Regions from separate parts of the Mus musculus genome. Here regions 1 and 3 are each linked to region 2. A link is a contact called in public Hi-C data. All regions are on one chromosome and are shown on one strand. The core of a region is the stretch at or near the end of the contact, and the rest is flanking DNA. Distances in the headings are between cores, read along the strand shown. Region 1 has its middle 47 kb from the start of C230012O17Rik. Region 2 holds the start of C230012O17Rik (a long non-coding RNA gene). Region 3 has its middle 31 kb from the start of Gm46848.

The links. A called contact is a pair of places that touch in the nucleus more often than the background predicts.
Region 1: a Hi-C map of adipose-derived mesenchymal stem cells shows a contact between it and region 2, with 1.7 times the contacts expected there. The contact joins the enhancer-like site here to the promoter of C230012O17Rik in region 2. A contact is called at or near these places in 1 of 39 promoter capture datasets (embryonic stem cells), 3 of 484 Hi-C or Micro-C datasets (adipose-derived mesenchymal stem cells, germinal vesicle oocytes and nephron progenitors), 2 of 115 datasets of contacts at active chromatin or transcription factors (both in embryonic stem cells) and 2 of 9 other capture datasets (adipose tissue and pancreatic islet).
Region 3: a Hi-C map of olfactory sensory neurons shows a contact between it and region 2, with 1.9 times the contacts expected there. The contact joins the enhancer-like site here to the promoter of C230012O17Rik in region 2. A contact is called at or near these places in 4 of 484 Hi-C or Micro-C datasets (cerebral cortex, olfactory sensory neurons, uterus and 1 more), 1 of 115 datasets of contacts at active chromatin or transcription factors (embryonic stem cells) and 2 of 9 other capture datasets (adipose tissue and pancreatic islet).

What each region holds. Positions count from the first base shown.
Region 1 is chr4:25,013,267-25,016,313 of GRCm38.p6, forward strand. No RefSeq gene overlaps it. Among named protein-coding and RNA genes, the nearest start is that of C230012O17Rik, 47 kb to the left of the region's middle. Within about 2 kb of position 1,510, at least 16 of the 459 cell types and tissues checked have an H3K27ac peak or open chromatin away from gene starts, as enhancers often do. A contact at or near this core is called in adipose-derived mesenchymal stem cells, where this site is marked.
Region 2 is chr4:24,965,867-24,968,750 of GRCm38.p6, forward strand. C230012O17Rik (a long non-coding RNA gene) reads right to left here and starts at 1,609. Exons shown (of 3, transcript XR_881168.2): 1 at 1,558-1,609; 2 at 1-1,084. It overlaps Gpr63 (G protein-coupled receptor 63), which reads left to right and starts at 574. Exons shown (of 2, transcript NM_001379626.1): 1 at 574-758.
Region 3 is chr4:24,927,309-24,930,193 of GRCm38.p6, forward strand. No RefSeq gene overlaps it. Among named protein-coding and RNA genes, the nearest start is that of Gm46848, 31 kb to the left of the region's middle. Within about 2 kb of position 1,258, at least 6 of the 459 cell types and tissues checked have an H3K27ac peak or open chromatin away from gene starts, as enhancers often do. A contact at or near this core is called in olfactory sensory neurons, where this site is marked.

The sequences.
Region 1 (3,047 bases), core at 260-2,759, 47 kb after region 2:
AACACCATGCTGCATTTGACGCTACTCATACCTGTGAAAAGAATGGATCCATCTCTATTAGGGCCAGAGCACAGCAGCATCTACCTTAAAACATAAAAATGAAAGCAGTTGGCTTTGCTGTAGAATGAAAACAACTTCCATGGCTGTGTGAAATCATATGTAACCAGAAAGAGAACTCTGGTAGGAAATTATGACATTTATTGAAAAAGTTAGCATGGTTGTACAGTTAGCAAAACCACATGGATGAATGGACAGAGAGGCAGATTCAAATGGGAGATGTCCATGGCTGGAATTTCTTCTTTGGAGAAAAATTAGCTCTGTTTTTTAAAGATTTTAGTTAACTCAAAGCGATCTACCTGCTCCTCACCCCATTGCTAGGATGACAAGAATATGTGCCATTAAGCTTGGGTCCTTCACTTCCTCCTCCTCTTCTTCCTCCCATTCCTCCTTCTCCTTTCTCTTCCTTCCTTTCTCCTCCTCCTAATACTCCCCTCCCTTCCTTCCTTCCTTCCTTCCTTCCTTCCTTCCTTCCTTCCTTCCTTCCTTCCTTCCTTCCTTCCCTCCTCTTCCTCCTCCTCCTCCTCCTCTTCCTCTTCCTCCTCCATGTGAGTTCTGGGAATCAAACTCAGGTCCTTAGACTTTACCAACTTTACCAACTGACCTATTTCTGTAGCCCTAATAATTTCATTTTTGTTAGTATAGTGGACAGTAATGAAATGTTTAGTTACTTATGATTTTAATATTTTTATCACACAAGCCTAACCAGTAAGAAAAAGGATGTATTTTATAGAGAACCAATAGGCCAATGTGGTGAGGTAGAGAATTGCTACATTTCAGTGGTTGGACTTGCAATACGATCTGAGCCTGGGTGCCCTGAGATCCTGGAGCTGACGCTACCCTCCACCTGTTCTGGAATTCATTGCTATTACCTTTGTTCCCTTGATTGAAACCTCTTTGGGAAGTTGGTTGTTGGCAGACATTTCTTTCTGCTTTGATATCTCTTGGGCTGTTCTTATTAGCATAGCATCTATGAATCATATAGAAAACATTTTTTTCCATGACAGAGAGAAAGACGGACTTTTCTTGTGCAACTTTACCTATAGTCTCAAAAGCTGTGATTATTTTAGATTGTAAGAAACCACAATATTTTAGGTTACTTTGTGTGAAGACTACTATTGCTGAGCAATAAACGGTTCTATGTAATCTAGAGACAAATGGCTTCCAAAAAACAAAACAAAACAAAACACTGTAAAACCAAATGGAGGCAGAAAAATGAACTACGGAAGAGCATCTCAGAGGTATAGTGATAGCAACAAAGGAGTGGCCTCTCAGCCATTTCTCTCCGTTCCTTCCCCCAGGTTCACAGCTTCCTGAAAACTACCATTCCTGGGGGCAGAAGTGCTGTGCTTGTTCACTGTTTCTGCCTTTTATCATGGCTGCTCACACAGAGTAGTGTCCCCAAAAGTACAGAAAATGAACCTGATAACAGAGTCTTGGCAAAATCATAGACTGTAAGCCACAAGAGCTGAGTCAGGGCCCAGGTCTTGAGTCTTGCAGTCCAATGACATACTTACTCCACTAATCATTTCCTTAATGGGAGAAAGTAATCCTGGTCACTGGTTTTATTTTGATTTTTCTCTCTGATGTGTCAAGTAAGATGAGGAATGAGTATGCCCAAGAAAGATGGTTGGTAACTTTATTTTGTGGACTTAAAAACCTGAAGAATGGTCTATAAGTGTTTGTGATTTCTAGTGCACAAGATGGAGGAATCCATCTGCCACATTCCTTTAAGGCTAGTCTGTGACTTTGTCTTGTGGTCTTGCTTAAATGTGTAGGACCTCTACTTTTCAAAAGACAGAGGGAGTACATGATTTGTGATGCTCATTCTGAGGAACCGTGTGCCAGGGACTGTGTGCCAGCCTGAAAGCTGTGCTGCAACTCTTCTGTGTGGTCTAAGTGTCTTTGTAAATGAATGATGCTGGCGATATGGGCAACTGTGTACTACAGCTAGGAAACTATGGTATCTTGAAAATGTGCCTGGGAAAGCTTTCTATTGATGTTTTTTGACATCTATATGTCAAATACCACTTTTTAAAACACTTCCCACAGCTCTGTGGATTTGAAATCACTGGCATCCCAGATTTGGCAGGACTCTACACATTTCTTTTCAGCTGTTCTTCCTGATTGGAGCTATTAATAGCTTTAGGGAAGTGTATAATTATCTCAAAGTAGGAGCTAAAGATAAAAAGCTGCTTGAGATTTCAAAGGAACATTTAATAGTTGTTATTATGTAACATTTATTAATATGCTCACTGTGCTCATTGTCTTTGCCAGGAAGACACTGGGAATAAAGAGTCAATCCAAGATGTGACACATGGATGAATAGACACAGAGGTACATTCGAATCCCATCAGAACAATAAGCTGCCTTAGTTTTTTTCTTAAAAAAAAAAGCATAGAAAAAGAAAAGAAAACAGCCAAATCAGACCTGAGTCTTGCAGATGTCCAGAGAACTTACACACCCCAACCAATCTGTAAAACAAAGGTGGCTGGTCCCTTAAGAGCAGAGTTGGAGAAGACACATGGGGTGGACACAGGGCTCATGCTGTACTTTTTGAAATAAGCTCAAAAGTCTGTTTGACCAAGGTGACTTCTGTCTCTGTTCCATGAATAAGCAAATACTAAAGGATTTAAATACTAAATAAAGAAGTAGTACTGGCTAAAGCTAAGTAAAGGTTATAAGTAGTAGTTAGATTTGTCAACTCCTGGCTAAGGCTGTTACTGCACTTTAAAAACATAAAACATCCACATCAAGTCACATCAAGGCAGCCATCATTATTTTGAGGTCTGATAGGTGATGCAGATACTATACTACCTTTTTTTTTTATAATGAATCTTTCATTTTTTTAATTAGATATTTTCTTTATTTGCATTTCAAATGCTATCCCCTTTCCTAGTTTCCTCTCCAAAAGTTCCCTATATCCTCCCCCTGCCCTGCTCCCCAACCAACCCACTCCCACTTCCTGGCCCTGGCATTCCGCTGTATTG
Region 2 (2,884 bases), core at 359-2,858:
TGGTTCTAGCAATCCAGGTGGAAGCCACCGGGCAGGTGAGCATGGGTCAAAGCAAGGCATGTCTGCCACTATAGTTCACGACTCCTTCAGCGGTCCAGGTAAGGGTCCAAGCTGGTCTTCAATGTGAAGTGCTCCAGATGAGCCCCTCCTCACAGTGTTGGAAATGAAGAAACACCCGGGAGGCTGCCCAATCAGCGGAGGGAAGCATGGTCCCATTGGGCGCCGATTTTAGCTCTATGGTAAGTGTGGCCCAGGCAGGGATGGGGGGTGTTAAGATAAAGATCTTAACAGAGGTGTGGGCAGTTCAAGCAAATGTGAGGTTTCCTGAGCTAGCCAGCAGTGGCTACACATCTTTGGTGTAGGGTCTGAGCACTTAACTCCCGTTTTAGGGGGTGGGGTGACCTGGGGACCTGGAGCGAGAGGAGTCTGAGTTTAGACTGCAGAAGACTCCCGGGAGCCTGTCTGAGCTGCCCCCTCCCCCTTTCCTTGCCTCCACCCCACTCCTCTCTTCCTTACCTCGCGGCCTAACCAGCAGCGGGCGCCTTTAAGAGCGAGCGCTGGTTAACCGGGGGCGGGAGCCGCCGGCAGCCGGCAAGGCGGAGGCACTGCCGGGCGATGCCCCGACTCTCCGCCGCCGCCTCGGCCTCCTCCTGCGCCGGGGGCTCGGAGCTGTGGAGCTGCGGTGCGATGTCCGCAAAGTTCCGGGAGGCAGCGGTCGCCTACTCCCCGCCGTCCCGCCGCGGCGCCTTTTGTGCGAGGTGTGAGCGCTTCCCTGGCAGGCGAGCGCATCCTGGGCGGGCGGGCGGGCGGGCGGTCGGTCGGACGGGCTGGCTGGTGGCGCGGAGCGCGGCTCTCTCCGGACCCCGCGGCAGGAAGCGGCTGACTCGGCAGCCGGCAACCCGGAGAGGCTCCCGGCGCGGCCGCGGCTTCCCGGGGCCACGCGATGTCCTGCGCTGCTTCGGGCCTCCTTGATCCCCGGTGCTCCAGCCGGGGCTCCGCCGAGCAGACCTCGCGGAGGGCTGTGACCCTCGGGAACTTTCCCGCCCTGGGCTCTCCACTCTAGGCTGAGACTCAGCATGTTCGCCTGGGTATTTAAAAAAAAACTTAGCAACGTAGCTTTATGAGAAATTAACCCCCAGGGCTGATCCAGTTTTCAGAAGTGATCTTTGATGAAATATTTGGATTGTCTGAAATACTTAGGAAATACAGGCTTTTGCGTTAGAATGCACCCCCACCCCCGCCTTCGCCACCCCAGTGAGGCAGGGTGAGGTTTAGTGGCATCCTTTTAAAAAAGGATTTTCTTTGTTTATCGACAAGTTTGCTTTTCATCATGTCTTAGATTAAGAATGCTCTAACTTCTTAAGGATTTTATAAGTAATATTTCTAGAAATGGTAAACAATACTTGGTTTATTGTATAATATGACTTTACTTCAGACACTTTTACCCAGGAAGGAGGTAAGCAATCATTTATTTGATAAAGGCTAATAGAAAGTTCATCTCCTGCGGACGGTCTTTCTCCACGGGTCCCACATGGGAAGGAAGCCCCACATGCTTACCTTTCGGGCTTCAGTTCCTGCATTCTGCGTTCTCCTGTTAGTGTGGTCATCTGATGTCAGCTGGAAGTCAAAAGTGCTGATAAAGAGTTCTGTGCGGTATTACACAGTATCACATAGCCCACATTTTAGTGACACAATTGATTGTATCATCTAGTTCACTTGGAACAATTATAATCAAACTCTCGCCCTTAAATCCTGAACTTTTCAGAGTAAGTTATGCATATGTTTCATATATGTGGAAGAAAGATACTTGCTACTAAAATAGTAAGGATAGCTAAGGAAATGCCTTATCTGTACCATGGAAGTTTTGCAATAACAGAAATAGCCACGAATACTGTAAAAAAAAATGGGACATTGATTTTTGTCTTGGAATATAATTTTGTCACTTTGTTACATATATGTATGTATATATACACATATATGTATATATGTGTACATGCACATTTATATGTGTGTGTGTCTGTGTATGTGTGTATGTACTACCAGAAAATGCTTACAGAGTTGTTTTAATCATCAGTTCTGATGTGTGTGTGTGTGTGTGTGTAATTTTTTGTCAACATTCTTGGAGAAGTATTTGCTCAGAAGTCTCATACTTAAACCCCTAACTCTGGGTGCAGTTGTCCCTTATGTTGGTTGTACTTTGGGCAGGTTGGTAAGGGTTTGATGCTCTAAAGGTGGCTGTGACTGAGTCCTGGGCAGTGTGACTTCTTTGAGATTATATCGCTATACTTGACTTGGGACGTATATTGTATGAGGATTCTTTTTGAGACCTTTTCTCTGTACTCACGTGCATGGATATGGATTTATGTAGATATAATGATGTCATACAAGCCCTGTGTCTGTCATGTATCTCTGTCACCTGTCACAGGGAAATCATTCAGGGACACAATGGCGCATGCTCACTAAGAACAGCAGATCTATATGGTTAGAAGCTAAAAACTGTTCTTGCTAGGGTTGGTTATCTTTGAACATTTTAGTTAAAGAATACTGCTTCCTGACAAACACTTCAACTCTTATAAAGCTTGGACTAGCATGCCATTACCAAAGATCTTAAACACACATATATCTATCAAAGCAACCCCACCACTGGGGTTGATTGAATCAGGCATTTTTCTCAGGATCAAAACAATTTCACCATTAGAAGGTGATTCTCTAGGTAAAACTTAGATTTTTCAGCACATCAAAAATGGCCTCGGGTGATTCTCCAGTTTACAACTTAGAAAGTTGACCTCAGTAGCAAACCTAGAGGAAGTTCTATGTTCCCCTCTGTGAAAACTCTTTTGCTGTCTGATTTGAGAGTGGCCCACTGATGGTTCAGTAAACAGTA
Region 3 (2,885 bases), core at 8-2,507, 39 kb before region 2:
AGGGACCCATGGCTTCAGATGCTTATGTAGCAGAGGATGGATTTATCTGGCAACAATGGAAGGGGAGGCCCTTCGTCCTGTGAAGGTTCAATGCCCAGCGTAGGGGAATGCCAGGGCAATAGGGAGCTGGTAGGGGATCACCCTCATAGAAGCTGGGAAAAGGAGGGATGGAGTCGGGGGTTTGCAGAAGGAAACCAGGAAGGGGGATAACATTTGAAATGTAAATAAATAAAGTAACCAAGAAAAAAAGTTTTTAAGAAAGGTCTTCAAACATCTGTACACTTATAATACTGAAAAAGTGTTCATTATTTGATTTTTTTCACATTGCCTGCATTTTTTTCTTTATTAAATTTTTTATTAGCCATTTGATATTCCTCAGTTGAGAATTCTTTTTTTTTGCTCTGTATCTAATTTTTTTATTTAATTAAGTATTTTCTTCATTTACATTTCAAATGCTACCCCAGAAATCCCCCATACTCTCCCCCCCCCCTGCTCCCCAACCCACCCACTCCCACTTCTTGACCCTGGCGTACCACTGCACTGAGGCATATAAAGTTTGCAAGACCAAGGGGCCACTCCTCCCAACGATGGCTGACCAGGCCATCTTCTGATACATATGCAGCTATTTTAACTACACACACACACACACACACACACACACACACTGTATGATCAATTGACTGAGTTTTAAAAGCTTAGTATATTCCTTATGTCATAATTTACAGCAAAGATCTGTACGTATTAAAGATATAAATGTATAATGTAGAAAAAATAAATTAACATTCAAAAACAAAAACAAAAACAAACCCAACCAATCAACCAAACCAACCAACCAACCAACCAAAAGAATCCTGGGCCTTGAGCCTTCCTCAGGCAGAATTGGTTGCCCAGGCCGAACTGGGTGCCCCACTCTGAGCAACATGGATACTCTTCCAGATGTTTATCACTTACCATCCTCTGTGACCAGAAGTTCACCTATTATGGCTTCTTGGAAGCAAGGATTCAATTATCCTATTTTTAGATCAGGCTATTCATAACCTGCAGGAGAATGTGCAAACTGTAAGGGTGAGTTTCTGCTCATGTGCACTACGCCTCATACATATGTATGCTACCTGGCTCAAGACCCAGAGCACGGAGTCCCCTTCTGCTCTGTCTCAGTCCGTGGTCAGAAGTGCTCAGGCCTCACTCCAAGTGCCCACTGTCCTAGCCTCCATCACACAGTTGGTTTCTGTCTGTTCCTGAACTCTAAGTGAATCATTCAGAATGTATTCCGCTGTACAGACTGTGTTTGCGAGTCATCTGTCACTGTGCCAGTTCATTGCTTTGTTTACTGTGTTTAATATTGCATTGTTCTTAATTCCCTATTGAGTAATAGTCATGGTGCTTCCAGTTTTCAGGTACTGTGATTATTCTTGTGTCTTTCTGGGGATGCATGCATTCATCCCCTTTGGGTATGTGTGTAGGGATGAAATTGCTGAGTCTGAGGGTGGGTGTATTTGCCTTTATTAGAGACTATCAGTATTTCTTCCAAGTAGCTGTAGCATCTTGCTCAGTCACAGCTGATGAGCCCCAGAGTTGACTTATTGCTGCACCAATAGGTGGTGTGGACAGTTTTCTAGTTTCAGGCATGTGGCGGTGTGGAACATGGTTTAAATTTGTATTTTCTTGAAGCAGAATGATGTCAAACATCTATTCAGTCACTGGACATTTAGATATCTTTTATAAAGTATCTCTATGAGTCATAGATTTAAAAACTAGATTATCTTTGCTCCCTAATTACTTTCCTTTTTTTGGATGACTAATCATCAGTGTAGTGGCTGGTAATTAGCAAGTGTCGGATTAAACAAATGGAGTAAACAAAGCCAGCTTTATTTGCACATGTTTCTATATTACTAGTCATGTGAAATGGAAGCGATCGGTTTCTATGATACATTTGAATTCACTGGCTTTTTAAAAATAAAGAAGGCACATATTTTATGCAGAGCTCTCATATTTATGAGAAGTATTTTTCGCTTATATTGTTTTAATTCACTCATCCATTGAAATATTTGCCATAATAGTGTCTGGAAGCGCAGAACACAAATTGAAACGTCACCGATTAGTCTTTCAGTTTGGTAAAAAGACAGGTTTGGCATGATGTCTAAAATGCAGGATGAGTTCTACTAGTTGTGTTGTTATTAGATTCCTTAACTATAAGATAAGCCTTCTAATCTTGTGATGATAAGCAAGCTTTTAAAAACATGTAAACATTTTAAAACTCTAATTTAAGGTTATTTTGTATTTGAATAATATTTTTTTCTTATTAAAAGAGTAATAGCCACTTGATTTTGAATATTTTAAAAATATACAGAAATACACACTATACAAAAAAATCCAACTTTAGTTGCAACAATCTGTATCAATGTTGGGAAAACACATGTATACCTATATGTGTATAAATGTGCATACATATATGTGTTTAAGTACACGTATATGTGTGGTATATACCACTACTTATTTTTATACTTTCAACAATGTTCTCCTGAGAGACTGTATCGTTCCTTGTATGTATACTTGCATAAACACAATGGTCCTTACTTTGCATTTCACTTGTACAGCTCTTTGCTTTTTACAGCAAACCTGAAAATAGGCACTTAATAGTCTTTCCTACCCTGAGCTTTGTCTGCATGGCAACTGTGCCTGTCGTCCCGCCCCTAGTGCCTATGTGCAGGTAACTCATCAAAGGCGAATTTATTAGTTGTTAATTAACTAATATTTATTAGCTTTTAGAAAGTTGCTAGCTCTGTGTAAGGAACACATGGGTCACTGAGAAACTGTCTGAGGTCATTGTGAGAAATTCATGATTTTCTTCTATTCCTGAAGTTTTATAACGTCAAACACATACT